2 separate regions of the Zea mays genome follow, and region 1 is linked to region 2. A link is a contact called in public Hi-C data. All regions are on one chromosome and are shown on one strand. Each heading gives the region's core, a stretch centred on a gene start, on an enhancer-like site or on the middle of the called end of the contact. The rest is flanking DNA. Distances are from core to core; before and after follow the strand shown. Region 1 holds the start of LOC103627501 (ethylene-responsive transcription factor ERF038). Region 2 holds the start of LOC100191604.

Region 1 (2,923 bases), core at 190-2,689, 290 kb after region 2:
GATGAGGCGCAGGCAGCAGCAGAAGAAGCAGGAAGCCTACGATGAAGACGAGGAGGAGGATGCTCAACCAAGGGTGCAATGTGCCCAGCAGTAAAATCCGTGTTCGTTGGAACTGTTCTCCAAAAGTTTCAGCAGGATTTTTTATCCATCTGATCATCTCGATTCTTTTTGGCAAAAATATAATCGTTTTATAAACTTTAAACTGTTAGTTCCATCCTAGTGTCAGGGAAAAAATGAGAGCCCGGAATGGCATGTTCCTTGTTTGAACTGCAATGCGTGATTGGTGTTAGTTAAGCTCTGCTCCATGTTATTTTGTTGTACCCGTGAAAAAGGTATCATGTTCATGGTGTGCTACTATTTTTGATGTGTAAGAAACATTGAGCTTGCTGGTAGTGATGATTTGTGATGCACCCTGGGGTGCTGGCTCAAAAGGTCGTTTCTGCCTGCCGCTGTCTTTTGGAAGAGAACCGCAGGGGAGGGGGGAGGTGTTTTATTAATCTGGGAATCGTCTGGAACCGGACGGGGCGTCTGTGTGCACTTCGTTTGATGATGATGATGATGGTTTGGCTGTTTTGGAGTCCGTGTTCTTCTGTTTGATGATAGTTTGGCTATTTTGACATGTGCCCCCCGCCATTTTGGTTGCCCTATCGTCATATCGTGCTACTGTTATCGACCCCGCCTGATCTGCCAGGTGGCTGCTAGAACAGCTGCGTTCTTTTTCGGCTGCTTTTTTTTCGGGTGGTGGAAAGGGGGAATCTTGCTGCTCGAGATGTGACGTTTGCGGATCACGACGGGGCGGTGGTGGACTGTTGATTCGTCTCGACGATTGGTGCAAGACTTGATGCAGCTTGCTCGAAAAACGCAATCCAGGCGGGTTCCTCACGTGGGACTGACCTGACCTTACGCGATAGTTTTTCTATTGCTACGCGTTTCACTTTGTGAATTTTCTCGGGCAGCACGTGCACGCTGTTCCCCCTTGCCGTTTGCGTGTCCCTTTTTTAGCCGCAGCTGCACCGCCACCTCTCCAGACTCCAGTCGATACGAGTCTCGGCCTAGCTTGCACGCACGCACGCACGTAACGTCTAGTGGTTGAGACGCGACTTTTCTATGTGCGATCGCCTGTCTAAAACCCCTTCGTGCCGCACTAAACAAACAGAATAAAATCGTCTGGACAGATGTTTATACAATTGGTCAATTTCAGCAGCATCACACTGCCACAAATCGTCTGCCCAGTGGCCCATAGCGCATTTCATTATACACTGACGGTCCTGACGGTTGCATACCACTTGCAAGTAATGTAACACAGAGCTTCAGAAATGGAATTTGTCAGTTTTTTTTTTCTATTCAGTTAAGGACCTGCTAACTAACCCTGCAGCCTATACGATGACAGACTCACCAACTTTGTCGCTACCCGGTGCTGGTGTGGTGCCTGGTGGGTGTACACCGTAGCTGTATTACTGTAGTGGTGGAGGTGGCGTTTAGCAGCACACAAGCTTGAGTTGAGCGCTCGAGCTATTTATGCCCGGTAACCGGAAGCGCTCTCCTCCGCACAGCACCGCTTCCACGGCCCCCGGGTGCAGTGTGCCCCCCTGCCTTGTCTCGTAGCTCTCTAAGAAAGAGCCATGGAAGCTGACGCACTACTCCATGCGCCCATGACTTCCTCTTCCTCCTCTTCTTCCTCCTCCTCCGACTCCGTCGGCGGCTCGTGCGTCGTCAATGGCGCGCAGGAGCTACCGTCCAATACCGGCAAGCCGCACAAGAACGTGAAACGGAAGAGAACCGCGTCCCCGTCCGCTGCTCCAGGTGGCGGCGTGGCGCCGGCGCCGCCCGAGGCCGCCATAGCGGACGACGACTGCGGCGGCCGGCGGCGCAAGAGGGGGAGCGCCGGCACCAGGCACCCGACGTTCCGCGGCGTGCGCATGCGCGTCTGGGGCAAGTGGGTGTCCGAGATCAGGGAGCCGCGCAAGAAGTCGCGCATCTGGCTCGGCACGTTCCCGACCGCCGAGATGGCCGCGCGCGCCCACGACGTGGCGGCGCTTGCCATCAAGGGCCGCGGCGCGCACCTCAACTTCCCGCACCTCGCGCACGACCTCCCTCGCCCGGCGTCCACCTCGCCCGCCGACATCCAGGCCGCGGCAGCCAAGGCTGCTGCCGCCGCCGCCGATGCCGACGTAGAGGTAGAGCAATGCGAGTCCTCCCATGCGGTCGAGACGCCATCGTCGTCAGCCGCCAGTTCGGAGGAGGTCGCCGCGGCCAGCAACGCGGAGGAGATGAGCGTGCTGTTCGACTTGCCCGACCTTCTGATGGACCTGAGCGACGGCCTCTGGTCACCCATCTGGGCGGCAGCTCCGGCGGCGGTCGAAGAATACGACGGCGGCGACAGCCTGAGCGAGCCGCTTCTGTGGGCCCACGAACACTGCTGGCTGGACGCCGCCGCGCCGGTGCAGCCGGACTAGCCGTTCCGTTCGGACGCACCGGCCGTCAACTGCCGGTGGTTGCCTGAAACGGACGACCGATGCCACGTGCTTTTTGCTTCGTGTGTGCGTTGTGCAGGCTAGAGAGATAGAAACGCATGGTTTCCTGTGCCCTGTGTGGTCTCCGGATGGCAAGTCGTTGTAGGATGCGGTGAAACAGTGGCTTGCCTACTTGCCTGTATGAACACACACTTATATATATTGGTTTCTAATGACTTTGGCCAAATTACAGTTGTATATGGTTGAGTACTTGGCTTCTATTGTCAGTACGTACTGAATGTATGTATATTGTAATGCGGAAAATGAATTATATGCATTGATCTTGTTGAGTTAATTAACTACATCTTCAGCGTTTCATGTTAAGTCTAATACCTAGTGTTTTTAACAACATCTTCAGCGTTTCATGCAATGATATTGTTGAGAAAATTTCTCTCTTTCTAACCTAGTGT
Region 2 (2,747 bases), core at 32-2,531:
ACAGGACACCACAAGGTTTTAGCCTCCCTCCCTCCCTCTCTCTCTCTCTTAATGTAATGAGACACAACTCTCCTGCATGTTTGAGAAAAAAAATCAATGCATCAAGCCATCAACCAAGCACCTCAGGTGTAAAGGCCAGACGCCACTTGAAATCAAATGCATGAGTAAACGGATTGGTAATTGTGATATGCTAAGTTGTCCAATTGGCATTTGAAAAAGTACAATACAATGGACGCTGGTAGATATAAAATTCACAGCTCATGAGATACTGTCAATAAAAATTGGAGAACACAATGAGAGAGCTTACAATGAACTATAACTTTGTCTGAGAGCAGTTTACCAAACTGCTCAGCTCCAAACTTCCAATCTGCTGTGCTGTACAACAAAATAATGAGTAAGGATCAATACATTGGCCGAAACAACTAAACTGCTACGGTGCTACCTGTACCAAACAAGGCATAAAAAGATCACTAATATATAGCCCAAATGCATATACATGATGTGAATGCACCGAAATTTTACCAAACCGTGTTTCATTTTGGTACTACTCTATTTAGTTATTCTGAATCCATCAGCATGGGAATGGGCATACTTTAGCGTGGCTAGTTGGAACTGCCAACCTGCCCATTGCAGATCTCATGGCGTCACCGCACGAGACACCCCGATTCGTTAAGAGCACATTTTGCGTCTTCAAACCACTAGTTTACCTTATTCATTCAGAAAAACATAGGAAACTTGAAGCAACGATCATCCCGGAAAGGCGGAAACTACTTTTGCAACCCCGCGCCGCAGCGAGGAATTAATCCAGATGATGGTCAGAGCAATCAGAGAACTAACCAGAAAAAAAAACTCAACGTTCTCGAAACAACCAAAATATTTTCCCCGCGTGAAAAAAGCGTACGGCAATAAGTTTTCTCGGAGCAATTAAGAACTGAACTCGATCAATTACGCCGCTAAATGGAAGGAAAATCAGCTAAACAAAGGAAGCGGCCGAACCTCCCGACGATCCCGTGGACCATGATCACCAGATGGTCGGGCCCGCCGTCGGCTTCCGCCAACCCCTTCTCGGCCACCGCCTCCCGCCAGTCTCCTCCTCCCAGGTCACCCATTCACGGAGTCACCCCACCTCGCAGAGGCGGCGCACCTGCGGAAAGGCTTGTGGGTAGGGAGCGCGGAAGGGGAGCTCGAGCAGGGCAGAGGAGGGCGACGGGAAAGGGGAAGGTGTCTTTATAAGGGCGGTGGGTTTGGTTTGGCGACTCGCGACGCGGATGCCAGACTCCGGAGGCGAAACGAAGCTGACAACGGGAGGAGGAAACGGCCGTTTGGGGAGAGCGGATTGGGATTGCTGTGGTGTGGGGCTGTGGGCTCTGGTTGGAGGTTGACAGCTGACAGGTGGGGCTCGCGGCAGGCCAAGGTCCAAGGGGAGGCCATCTGTCAGCTCGTTTGGTCTGGTCTCTAGGAAGGGAAGGCCTGTGCGTCCAACCACCGACCCGGCCAACCACCGACCCGCTGGAGGTTTGATGAGATGACCGTGGCATTACATGACTGGTCACGCAAAGGGGTTACTGAAAAAGTGAAAAGAAATGTTTTTAAGAGAAAAACCGACATGTTAAACTGGTAAATAAAAACAATCTACAACAATACACCAACAACAAACTGACAAACACCTAGAACATTTACAACTCAATTTAATGTGGGTCTCTTAGGTACTAGTCTTTAGACCATCTCCAAGTGCAGGACCCAAATTAGAAGATGCAAACAGTCGTTTGAGTCTAAAGCCCAAAAATCCATATACGATGCCTCCAACTGTAAAACCAATCCGCCGAGGATAGTTTGCTTCGCGCGTTTGTAGGGAGGGCGGTTGTCGCCGCCACCCTGCGCTGGCACCTGCAGTCGCAACATACCCGCTGCACCACCGAGTCCCAGCACCCTACACCGCCGTGCCGTGCGTCACTGCGCCACCAAGCCTTTGTGTTGCCGACAGTTGCTTCCAAAAGCAGTTCAGCAGAGGTAATAATCCATGTGTCACATTCCTAATCAACCTAATGTGATCTTCAATTTGATGGGTATCATCATCTCTTTCACATGGGTCTTTCTTCGATCTATTCTATTTTGATGCTTTGACTCCCTAGTGTGTCGTCAATGGATTTGGAATTGAATGATTGATTTAGGTTGGTCGAGAATAGGTTGAAGATGATGAGCTGGTGAACTGATCTGGTCTCTCTGTTTAAGAAGTTGCAAAGCTGAATGGATGGGCGGTGCGTGACGATTGTTTGAAGCGCCAAGTTCAGTTTTCATCCATTGAGACTATGGCAAATTATATGGTGCACGATTTCCTTAGACTCTCTGATCATGGAAGTTCTAGCGAGGAAGAAGAAGTTGCTGCCATAGTGAGTAGAAGATTGGGCACGAAGAAAAGAAGAGTAGGTTCTGTGTTCGGGCACCACGTGGTCTATCGTGATCGACAAATGGGTCACATTAGATTATACAATGACTACTTTGTTGATCAGTCTGTGTACCCCGATGAGCTTTTTCGCAGACGGTACGTGTTGGTAAAAACTAGATTGCTAATATTTAGTTATTTTGGTGTTCCATCTTTTGAAATGATGATCTAATTAATTACAGTTTCCGAATGACAAAACGGCTATTTCTTCACATTCTCGAGAAGATTAAGATATATGATGAGTATTTTGAGCATAAGATTAATGCTGCTGGAGTCGTAGGGTGCTCGCCGTTGCAAAAGATGA

The links. Hi-C and Micro-C count contacts between places; a contact is called where the count stands out from the background.
Region 1: a Hi-C map of tassel shows a contact between it and region 2, with 2.8 times the contacts expected there. The contact joins the promoter of LOC103627501 here to the promoter of LOC100191604 in region 2. A contact is called at or near these places in 3 of 25 Hi-C or Micro-C datasets (ear, leaf and tassel).

Annotation. Positions count from the first base shown.
Region 1 is chr5:196,107,333-196,110,255 of Zm-B73-REFERENCE-NAM-5.0, forward strand. It overlaps LOC103627501 (ethylene-responsive transcription factor ERF038), which reads left to right and starts at 1,440. Exons shown (of 1, transcript XM_008647788.4): 1 at 1,440-2,812. The coding sequence starts at 1,623. The coding sequence ends at 2,456. It overlaps LOC100216704 (putative dnaJ chaperone family protein), which reads left to right. Exons shown (of 8, transcript NM_001143109.1): 8 at 1-427. The coding sequence ends at 94.
Region 2 is chr5:195,818,012-195,820,758 of Zm-B73-REFERENCE-NAM-5.0, forward strand. It overlaps LOC100191604, which reads right to left and starts at 1,282. Exons shown (of 10, transcript NM_001367112.1): 1 at 997-1,282; 2 at 308-375. The coding sequence starts at 1,109.